Linked DNA regions of Danio rerio: region 1 is linked to region 2. A link is a contact called in public HiCAR-type data. All regions are on one chromosome and are shown on one strand. The core of a region is the stretch at or near the end of the contact, and the rest is flanking DNA. Distances in the headings are between cores, read along the strand shown. Region 1 holds the start of si:ch73-368j24.8. Region 2 holds the start of LOC100331412 (histone H4).

The links. HiCAR-type assays count read pairs that join an accessible place to other places.
Region 1: a HiCAR-type map of caudal fin shows a contact between it and region 2, with 9 times the contacts expected there. The contact joins the promoter of si:ch73-368j24.8 here to the promoter of LOC100331412 in region 2. A contact is called at or near these places in 2 of 4 datasets of contacts at active chromatin or transcription factors (caudal fin and gastrula embryo).

What each region holds. Positions count from the first base shown.
Region 1 is chr7:6,093,035-6,098,878 of GRCz12tu, forward strand. It overlaps si:ch73-368j24.8, which reads right to left and starts at 3,743. Exons shown (of 1, transcript NM_001386568.1): 1 at 2,249-3,743. The coding sequence starts at 3,721. The coding sequence ends at 3,347. LOC564610 (histone H4) reads right to left here and starts at 5,316. Exons shown (of 1, transcript XM_068222533.1): 1 at 4,780-5,316. The coding sequence starts at 5,285. The coding sequence ends at 4,974.
Region 2 is chr7:5,809,141-5,814,806 of GRCz12tu, forward strand. It overlaps LOC100331412 (histone H4), which reads right to left and starts at 1,657. Exons shown (of 1, transcript XM_002662197.7): 1 at 553-1,657. The coding sequence starts at 1,621. The coding sequence ends at 1,310. si:cabz01036006.1 reads right to left here. Exons shown (of 33, transcript XM_021477672.3): 31 at 4,818-4,877; 32 at 3,711-3,773; 33 at 2,285-3,455. The coding sequence ends at 3,448.

The DNA.
Region 1 (5,844 bases), core at 2,493-4,992, 290 kb after region 2:
CAAAAGAAAAATGCAAACCGGAGCTCATCATACAATAAAATAAATAAAATATAATGGATTATATATAAGAAAATGCAAATCCTACGAAATACAAAATCCGTAAATAACAATGCAGTCATCAGAAGTTTATTATTCAGTTTTTGTTGCAACATAAAACTAATAGAAACATGATTAATATGCCTTGTCTATAATGTCTGCTGTCCAGAGATGCAATTAATCCTGTGTCATGAAAATGTTTAGACAAAGTAAGCACTGTCAATACTGTCTATGGGGGTAAAAGTTCAACCTTAGGGGTGACACAGTGGTTAGCACTGTCGCCTCACAGCAAGAAGGTCGCAGGTTCGAGTCTCGGCTAGGTCAGTTGGCATTTCTGTGTGGAGTTTGCATGTTCTCCCTGTGTTGGGGGCTCCAGTTTTCACAGTTCAAAGACATGCGGTATAGATGCATTGAATAAACTAAATTGGCCGTAGTCTATGAGAGTGAATGTGCTAGTGGGTGTTTCCCAGTAATGGGTTGCAGTTAGAAGGTCATCCTCTCTAGAACAAATGCTGATAAAGTCTTCGGTCCTTTCCACTGTGTCGACTGCTGATGAATAAAGGGTCTAAGCCGAAGGAAAGTGAATGAAAAGTTTAACCTTGGCTTTCAAGGAAGATATTAATTGGCTTTTCATAAATAAGCTACTCAAGTTTGAAATAAACATATTCACAATACATATTCACAACCTTAAATACACTATCGTTGTCAGAAAATACTCAGAAGTAATTGCAGTATTTTAGCATTTCATAAATAATTTTAAAACAAAGTTATTTATTTGAAAATGCTTTATTTAATTTACATTGTAACGGATAAACATCACATGTTTTTGTAAATGTTCATTTTGGTTCTTTGTCATGTGAAAAACAGAGATTGTAATGGCACTAGGCGCCACTAGGGTGCGATAACAAAATATATTTCAGCTCGTCAAAAGAGCAAGAGTTGTGTTTGGTATGGAACAGCATGCTACTAAAGCTACCAATGCACTCTGGTTCGGGTATTTTAAGAACAAAATTGCTGCTGCTGCTCAAATGTGAGTACTGACTAAGTGGTTATTACGTTTATTAATGTCTTTTCAATATTTTGTAGTGATTTGGCCTATGTTTATGTCGTACAGGACCTGTTTTCCTGAATGTTTCTGTCTGTTTATTTTGTGCTTCATACTTTCATTGGACTACTCTGTGATGGGTTTTCATTGAACATTATAGATGAACATCAGTAGTGTTTTCTGGAGCCAGAGACACCGACAGGTGAACTACCACATTATTCTGAGACTTGGATTAATACGGTCAGTGACTCTTTTTACTATGTCTCTATTATATTTGAGAGGATATTCAGATATTATAGTCAAACCGCCTAAATGATCTATTTTCACCTCATCATTGAAATAATTTAGAGTTTAAAACTGTTTGTTGAAAAACTGCTTAATTGTATATATTGATTGTCTTTATTTTTGTGGTGTAAACTTAAACGTGCAAAAATTATAAGGTCTATTTTCAGTATTATTGAAATGTAAATGTAATCCCCCTCAAAGTAACATCAAAAAGAGAGGAGTTACAACTAGGAATTGGTCTTAACTACAATGGTTCTAATTGTATTTCTGCCTAATTACTAAAAAAAAAAATCAACGTGACTGTTAAAAACTGTTCAAACCATACATCTGCAATCTTATACCAGAAACAGAAATGATAGCAAAAATCTGCTACTATGTGGTGGTATAGTGTGGAGGAAATATGACGTCACTTTGTAGGCTAATCGGCTGCTAGCATAAAACTAGTTTCCTCGACAAAATCCCTATAGATTTTTCCCATAGGCTTTTCGTATATTGCAAATAATAAGCTCTGTTCAAACACTGTTTATTACACTTACATGTTTTGTCCAGCTGGATAATCCTCACATGACAATACAACTTTTAGCACTTTTAGATCTTAAATGTAACTTATGAACTGTATGAACCTGCAAGTCCATCATAGATCAAGAACAACATTCAATATTTTTTTCATGTCACAAAATACAAGGAAAAGCAGCCCATACAGTCACATATCTTATACATTTAATGGAGGAGTGTAAATATTGCGTTCAGATGAAGAAAAAAAACGACAAAAAATCACTTGGTCATGTTAAAATGAGAGTTAATATGTCTGTATTTTTACACATTTATTCACACGTTTGCATTACTGAGAGCAGGAAAGAGACCGGCTACACTGGTAAGCAGTATCTTCATAATATCATTTAATTAAAATAAATGATTAACAAATGAATCTGTCTCGACAGTTTTTACAAGTGAAGGCATTATTTACACACAGTATTAACTCCCAATTAGAAAAATACTACAAACTATAAAACACTACTCATGAAAATACCTAAATAACAGACAAATCCAAATGCCAAACACAAGCGGGCTGCGCTCTAGACCAGATTAGCTCGATGACGTATAATGTGTATTATAAATAATAACACTGCCTGTAGTCCCATTTAGCAACTTGATAGCAACCATCTTTTTAAAGAAGCATGGACAAATTAAAAATTCAAGCTTGTGCTTTAACTGATGTGTTTTATGTCGTAGAACAAAACATGGAAGTATCTTGAGTTTGTGTTTGCCACGAACCTTATTTAAGCAATTTTACTGAAACCCCATTCAAAAACCCAATTGACTTAGGGATGAGGGAACCGGAACTGCTAAAATGCTAACTCGCTTCCGGGTTTTTGCATACAAATTGACGTCATAGTTCCTCCACTCTATTGCAATATAGAGCAAAAATAATTCACAGAATACTTGAAAATGAAATAATTTAAAGACAATAATTTGCAATGGCTACAACTGAATCAGTTAGAAAATAAGTGTATGAAATGTTAAAAACACTTTAATTGCACCAGCTTAAATGTAAATAAAGTTAGCTAAGAGAGGAAGAGACAAAGAACTGAGAGTAGGCCCCAGAGTCTTACAGCAATTGAGCCAGAGAATAAACTCCAGAGCAGGAAAAGGGCCGCCCGTGTTCAACCGATTTTGTATTGACCATGTGACCCAAGACTGAATACTGACACATATTATCAGAACTGTATTATCCCTATTGTAGACATTTGTAATTAAAATGTATATATTTTAGAGTCTGTACGCAAGGAGTTATTAAAATTTAATAGTAAAAGATACACTTTAAGTGTAAAGCCTTCAAACAAAACTTCCGTTAGCCATACACTGAGCGGAGCTATTTGAAAAGAACGGTTACTGAATCACTGATCACACAGAAAAAGCTCTATAGATGAAAATATGGGTGGCTCTTAGAAGAGCCTTTGGGTTGAAGTTGACTGTGCTTTACTTTGAGCTAGTGTACTTGGTGACGGCCTTTGTGCCCTCAGACACTGCGTGTTTAGCCAGTTCCCCGGGCAGCAGCAGACGGACGGCGGTCTGGATCTCTCTCGATGTGATGGTGGAGCGCTTGTTATAATGGGCGAGACGAGACGCCTCACCGGCGATGCGCTCGAAGATGTCATTGACGAAGGAGTTCATGATGCCCATCGCTTTTGAGGAGATTCCAGTATCAGGATGGACCTGCTTCAAGACTTTATACACGTAGATGGCATAGCTCTCCTTCCTGGTCCTCTTGCGCTTCTTTCCTCCCTTGCCGGCGGTTTTAGTTACCGCCTTCTTAGAGCCCTTCTTGGGTGCGGTCTTCGCTGGTTCAGGCATGTTTGCTCGAAGCAGAACTGATTCCTTTACGCAGAAACGCTGGCTATTTATTAGGCCCTTATGCAAATTTTAGAAGGAGCAATCAGCCTTTTCTGATTTGTGCATTGGCGAAATGAATGTGTGAAGCTGATTTCATTGGTCATAAAGGAGACCAGTAGGCAAGTAAATCTTCCAATTGTATGCTTTGAAACTGTAGGCCCCGCCCATGATTCGCTTCCGCATAGAGAACGGCCGTTCGTCGTTTTATTTTCCCGCTCAGAATTATATATTTTTTAAAACACAACATTCTTATGGAATGAAAAACAAACCAAATAACTGATGCTAACAGGAAATTTCTACTTTCAAGCTTCTTATTAAATCAATTATAATTCCATAGATGCTTCTGCAAACAAAAGGACATGCCTCATTTATACAGTACGCGTTATTCCAAAAATGACACTTACTGGACTAGTCTTTTTGTGTAGTTTTACACACACACACACACACACACACACACACACACAATTAGAAAACAGAATTATACGGCTGGATATTTTAAGCAGTCTAAAAATCTAATATTTATGGTAGGTAAGATATGGTTAAACATTCACGGCTAATGTAGTGTCCTTCCTGATAGATGGTCAAGACTTTAACTAATGGTTTTATTTTATTTTTTTAATCAAACACTAACGTAAAAGCTGAACAGAATAAAACAACAAGAATACATAAATACAATAGTGCATGAATTAGCTTAATGCAAACTTAGCAGCTTACTATTATATCCTAAATGCTTCCACACAAGGCTAAAACCACAATGTACACAGCTTTCTGCAAACACTAAGCTTGTCCTCTTCAGAGAGTGCTGAAGTATATTGACAATTTTCTCATGTAATGAGACTTTTTCTTCAGCAAAGTAGCGATCTCCGCTCTTTTTCGCACTTTTTGCGTGAAATTTCTCACCGGAACTAACTCAGGAGAAGTTTCATAAAAAGTTTGTCAGTATGAAGCATACACTTTAAAACAAAATACACAGTTATACACTCGAGCTCCATTCTAACCTGTTATGTTCCCTTACAAAATATATAAAAAAAAAACGGTTTATTACAGATTATAACAATAGTTAATATTCATTCAAACATAATTTTCACTTGACAAGTAGGCCTCAGTTTAAATATAAAACTGAAATCTAACTTTAAACGACACAAAAGTCTCTTTTATGACAATGTGGGTGGCTCTTAAAAGAGCCTTTTGTTTTAGGTCTGAATGTAGACGTTTAACCGCCGAATCCGTACAGAGTGCGTCCCTGCCGTTTCAGCGCGTACACCACATCCATGGCGGTCACGGTCTTCCTCTTAGCGTGCTCGGTGTAGGTTACAGCGTCGCGGATCACGTTCTCCAGGAACACCTTCAACACACCGCGAGTCTCCTCGTAAATCAGACCGGAGATACGCTTGACTCCACCACGGCGAGCGAGACGACGGATGGCGGGTTTGGTGATTCCCTGGATGTTATCACGCAGAACTTTTCGGTGACGCTTAGCGCCTCCTTTCCCCAATCCTTTACCGCCTTTGCCTCTTCCAGACATGATGTTTTTCTGCAGTCAAGCTTCAGAATGTACAGTCAAGCGACACTGAAGAAGCTTTACAGTCGCTTCGACGACCTAGTTGAAACACGCAAGGCGGAGCTAAAACGCCACAATAGGCGTGTCAATCTTCAGGTCTCTTAACTCAGATTGTAGTTTGCTTTTTAAATAATAACATTTAAAGGGGCAGTTCACTCAAAATGTCTTAGAAAATAATATTATACAAGTTATTGGCAATGGACCCTTTTTAATCATCAGCATCTTCACTCATTTTCTTTTCGGCTTTGTCAGGGTTCACCACAGCGGAATGAACCGGCAACTTATCCAGCCGATGCCTTTCCAGCCACAACCAAACACTTGGTAACACTCATATATTCTTGCATTAACACACATACTCTTTAGCTCAAACAAGTCTTCTATACCACATGTGTTTGGAATGTGGGGGAAACCAGAGCACCAGGAGGAAACCCACGCCAAAACGGGGAGAACATGCAAACTCTACACTGAGATGCCAACTGACCCAGCTGGCGCTCTAAACAGCGACCTTTTTTCTGTTAGGCGA
Region 2 (5,666 bases), core at 407-2,906:
CCGTGTCCACACTAGTGTTTTAACTAGCGTTGCTGAACATATCAGGACATTGTCCTGTGGCTGCTGTTGCATCATGTAATGCTTTTTTAGCTAATTGTGCATATATTTAATGTCTATTGAAACATGTATAGCCCTAGATAATATAGCATCATCGTCCTAGTTTTTAACTATCCACCCTTGGCACATAGGCTTTTGCCATCGATCTGTTCAAGTTTTATTTTTCATGATTATTGAAGTTATCCTCTAAGGGCTTGAGTGTCCACATATATGGAGAGCACAATTTTGGTTGTGTAAAATTCTTTGAATTTTTTATATTTTGTTACAGACATAGTGTCATCCAGCAACATTTGCAGCATATGAAATGTCCCAAACACTATTTTAACTGTTGTAAATGGGACAAAATTTTGATTTTAAGCAAGTAAAAAGAAAGAAAAAATTCTATGTTAAACAGCCATAAAAATTGGGAAAAGGGTTTTATGTAAATTTGAATGACGAGTCCACATATATGGACATAATTTTTCTCTGAAAGTACATGATCATATGAAAAGATGATACTTAGATCTTTGTTCTAATTAGGTTCCAATTAGCCCAAATAGCAAAGAGAAATAAAAATAAATGCATGTAAAAACACCTTGGGCCTTAAGACACCGCCTTCTTCGAGCCCTTCTTGGGTGCAGGTTCCGCTGGTTCAGGTATTTTCTTTTGATGAAAATATGATGAAGTGAATAAGTTACGTGAGTGCACACTAAATATTTATTGTGTTCTTTTGCAGATTTTAGCAAAGCAGCCTTCACCGATTGCTGCATTGGAACATTAAATCTCTGCCGCTGATTTCATTGGTCATAAAGGAGACACGCTTGCAAGCAGAACTACCAATTGTATGCTTTGAAACTGTAGGCCCCGCCCAGAGTCACTTTCGCAGAGATAACAGCCGCCCATCGCTTTACTTGGGTAAATTGCTCAGAATAAGTTGTTTTTAAATCATTAAATTGTTTAACTTATTAGAAAACAAACAAATAACTAGCGCCAATAACTTTTCTAGTAACACACACCTCATTTTATCAAGTTATAGTTTCATAGAAGTAATGTGTCATCTGTTTTACACAATTAACTAGTAAATTAAACACGTAATAAAATATGCTAACAACAGAACTTACAAACATGTTCACATAACACGTAAATAAAAAACTCCATATAATAAATAATAAAAATATACACAAAGAATAATAGGCAAATCTTAATCACTCTCTTATGACAGTGTGGGTGGCTCTTAAAAGAGCCTTTGGGTTTTAGGATTGGTCCTGGATGTTTAACCACCGAATCCGTACAGAGTGCGTCCCTGACGTTTCAGCGCGTACACAACATCCATGGCGGTCACGGTCTTCCTCTTGGCGTGCTCGGTGTATGTAACGGCGTCACGAATCACATTCTCCAGAAACACTTTAAGCACACCGCGAGTTTCCTCGTAGATCAAACCAGAGATACGCTTGACTCCACCACGGCGAGCGAGACGACGGATGGCGGGTTTGGTGATTCCCTGGATGTTATCGCGCAGAACTTTGCGATGACGCTTAGCGCCTCCCTTTCCAAGACCTTTACCGCCTTTGCCTCTACCTGACATGTTGCGTATCAATAAAGCAAATAGTTTAAATGTGTAGACTAGAACTGCATTCGAGAGGCTTTACAGTGGCTTAGACGACCTAGTTGAAACACTTAAGGCGGAGCTACAACGCAACGTCACAGTAAATGCGTCAATCCCCCAGGGCTCTTGGGTCTGCTGTAGTTTTCTTTTTGAATTATGCGAATAACCGACACGTCACCAAAAACCCTTTACCAAATAATATTATAAGTGTACTTTATGAGCCATATTAACGGCTCTGCAGTGGATGTGAGTGAGATTAATAGTACATTTTACGACGCGGATTTCGCTGGTTCTGGCATAATTACAGTTACAGTAAATTTAAAATTTGGATGCCAGTTTTTTACTAAACACTGGCTTTATCTGCTGCCTTATGTTATGCGTGTCTTGATGACCCCACATATAGTGTGAGTTTATTGGACACATTTAACCTTTCTTCTTATAGAAGAAAATGCTTTACAACGTTAACCCCGCCCATCGACAGTTACCGCTAGAGCCAGCCTGGCAGCCTGTATTCGAACCAACTGTGAGGCGACAGCGCTACCCACTGCGCCGTTTCTAGTTATAAAAAGAAAAGTGGTAATTTTGTTTTATCTTTAAAAAAATTTAATATAATCCTGAATATTTTTTGTATTTTTTTTTCTCGAAAATATCACAAATATCACATTATGTATGCAACTGTAAAGTTTATTAAATGTCCTTACATATTATACTAGAGAACAAAAAAAAAAAAAGGGCACACAATGTTGTGATGTATTGATGAGTGGGTCAGATGTGCAGTACAGCCTGTAGATAATATATAGGCCTATGTGTTTAATTGTCTTCTGCAAGATTAAATAAAATAGGGGAAAGCAGCTCTTAATGTTGTCTGGGTGTTCAAAGAGTAAAAAGCAGATCCAGTACACGCACTTAATGCAAAAACTTTTATAAAATAAAAAATATGTTATCAACACTTTATTCAATAATTTCGGACTGTTTTATCAATTATGTACATATTCCCACCTTTATATTTGAATAAATTAGCATACTACTTTTATTTTTAAGGGGTCGCCACAGTGGAATTAACAGCCAACTATACCAGCATATGTTTTAGGCAGCAGATGCCCTTTTAGCTGCAACCCTGTAATGGGAAGCATCTATACACACACACACACACACACACACACACACACACAAAACGGCCAATTCAGATTACCCAATTCACTTACAGCGCATGTGTTTTGACTGTGGAGGAAACCGGAGGACCAGAAGAAAACTCACACCAACCACTGAGCCACCGTGCCATCCTTTTTAACAAATTTTACAGGATCAAAAATATTGAAAATAGTTAAAATAGCTGAACTGTGTTTGACTCCCAGCATCTATTGGTTAAAATATCTATTTTAACATGGAAAAAGCCATTCAAAATACAGATATTTGTTGGTATGTTTATTTTTCAAATATAAATCTCACACTTCAACTCAAGCAATATAGCATTAATGAAATATATAAAAATATACGAATGTAAAAAGCATTATATATGTCATAACATTATCTTAATCAATATCAATAATCAAATCATTTACAATATTCTTCAGTCTCAGTCTCATTATTTGTGCATCGCTAATATAATGAAAGCTATTTGACTTAGATCTAACTTCAAACATAAATGTTCACAAAAAATTCTCAGTAAAACAGGTTATATATGCTTATATAAAATACAGTTTATCTGAATGATTCATGTGCAGAAGCAGTTCACTCAGAGTAATTTCTGAAGCAAAGTGAGCGCTGGTGTTCATCTCTTTTGGCGTCTGTTTTCATCACTGCACTCACAGACCTTTAAATAGATTATGCAGATGAATGCAGTTAATGCCAATAAAACACAACATGATGATATATAGTTTAAGATCACAATTAACCCTTGATCATCAGAAATAACTGAACATTAAACAGATTTATCATGTAAAACATTGTATTTCTGTTCAAAGAACCAGAACACAGTCCACATGATGAGCAAATTATCTGTTTTTTGTGAGTTACTGTTATATTCTGAAGTAAATGATAATTATAATAAAATAATTGATGATCTTACGTGTTTTCTTCTTCTTCTTACTTAAAACTTGAGCATAAGTTGCATCACCTCCGGCATCAGCGCCTGCTGAGAGCAAACGATAACATTAAAATAATGATCAAATTCTCCACAAACCAGGGGCAAATTTCAAAGAGATCACCATTAAAATCTTATCATGTCTTCTTAGTTACACTTTTTATTTATACAATTTATACAAAAATGCTGCCTTAAACTTTTAAGTTGACATTTACATTTAACTTTTGTAGTTATTTTAACTTACAGTTGGGTCCATAAATATTTGGACATTAACTCAATTCTAACATTTTTGACTCTAAATACACCAACACAGTGGATTTCAAATGAAGCGAACATGATGTGCTTCAACTGTTTTAACTGCAGCAGTGTGCTCTGATGCAGAAAAGCACATAATGGTTAAAGGGATAGCTCACATGAAAATATTTTTATATATTATATCATTTATTTTGGTTGTTCATTCCTCTGTGGCGACCCCAGATTAATAAAGGGACTAAGCCGAAATAAAATGAATGAATTACATAATCTATTGTATTTATTATTTAAATTTTAATTTACATAATTTACCACGGGGCAGCACGGTGGCTCAGTGGTTAGCACTGTCGCCTCACAGCAAGAAGGTCCATGGTTTGAGTCCCGGCTGGGTCAGTTGGCATTCCTATGTGGAGTTTGCATGTTCTCCCCGTGTTGGCGTGGGTTTCCTCCACAGTCCAAACACATGCGCTATAGGGGAATTGGGTAAATTAAATTGGCCGTTGTGTCTGAGTGTGAATGAGAGTGTAGTTTCAAAAATCTTTTTTTTACATTGTCAAATGTGTTTTCGTGTCCCTTTAAAATATGTTTTAACGAATATTGAACCCGATAACATTGTCTTTTAAAGTATTTGTCTGTCCTTCTGTGGATGTCAAAGTTACTGGTTTCCTACAATCATCAAAAACTCCTTTTGTGTTTAAAAGAAAAAAGTTTATTTATAAATATTTGGAGCCATTTAAGTGTAAAGAACAACTGTGTAAATGTTTTTTTTTTTTTTTTTGGGCAAACTCTCCCTTTTACACTTATGGTTCGACTGTAAAGATAAAAATGAGTTTCTCTCACCTCCATCTGTGTTGAGCTTCAGTTCAGAATATAGTGTGTCTCCAGACTTACTGCACATCCCTGAACAACACAAGAACAATGAATCAATATAAACCTTTACATCCATAACTGCAGTGAGTATGCAATCACAGACAACAAACTGTTGAAGAATTATTAAATAATACACACCCAAGGGGATGTTACTGTTAAATTATTAGAAAATAATGAACATAATGTGCAGTGTTTTTTTTAATAATCCAAAATACTGGAGTCTGCATTATATCATGTACATAACTCCCATGATAAACAAGAAGCCACTGCATTTCGATATATCACAAGAAATTCATCCAAGATATATCACGATATTTGTAAAAGAAAAAAAAAAGTTATAAGATACATTACTTTTATTAACAACTCAAGCTGAAAACTCTTCTGCCCCCCATTTTGTATTTTTTGTTTAATTAAGAATGTAGCAGGATCGCAAATAATTGCGACTTTTTGTTAATTATGCGTTGGATTCAGTGATCGCGGAATCACAAAAAAACTGGGGGTTCTGATAAATACAGATGAATCAATAATGTATCACAGGTGAAAATATCACGATATATCCGCATATCGATATTTTGTCCCACGCCTAGTTTGTGACTGTGCGTAGGCTGTGCTGGACCATAGACTAATAGTGCCATGATGCGGAAAGGTTATGTCAGGCTCTTGAAGGTACAGTATGGCGTTGTTGGGATTTCGTTCCCTTCGCATTTCAGTTTGATGCAGTGTCCAACTTCACTAAAGTGGAAAGCCTCTAAGTTTCCTTCAGGGAACCATGGTTCCAGTCGTAACCTGGGTTGTTTTATAAGTAATTTTTAATGGGCT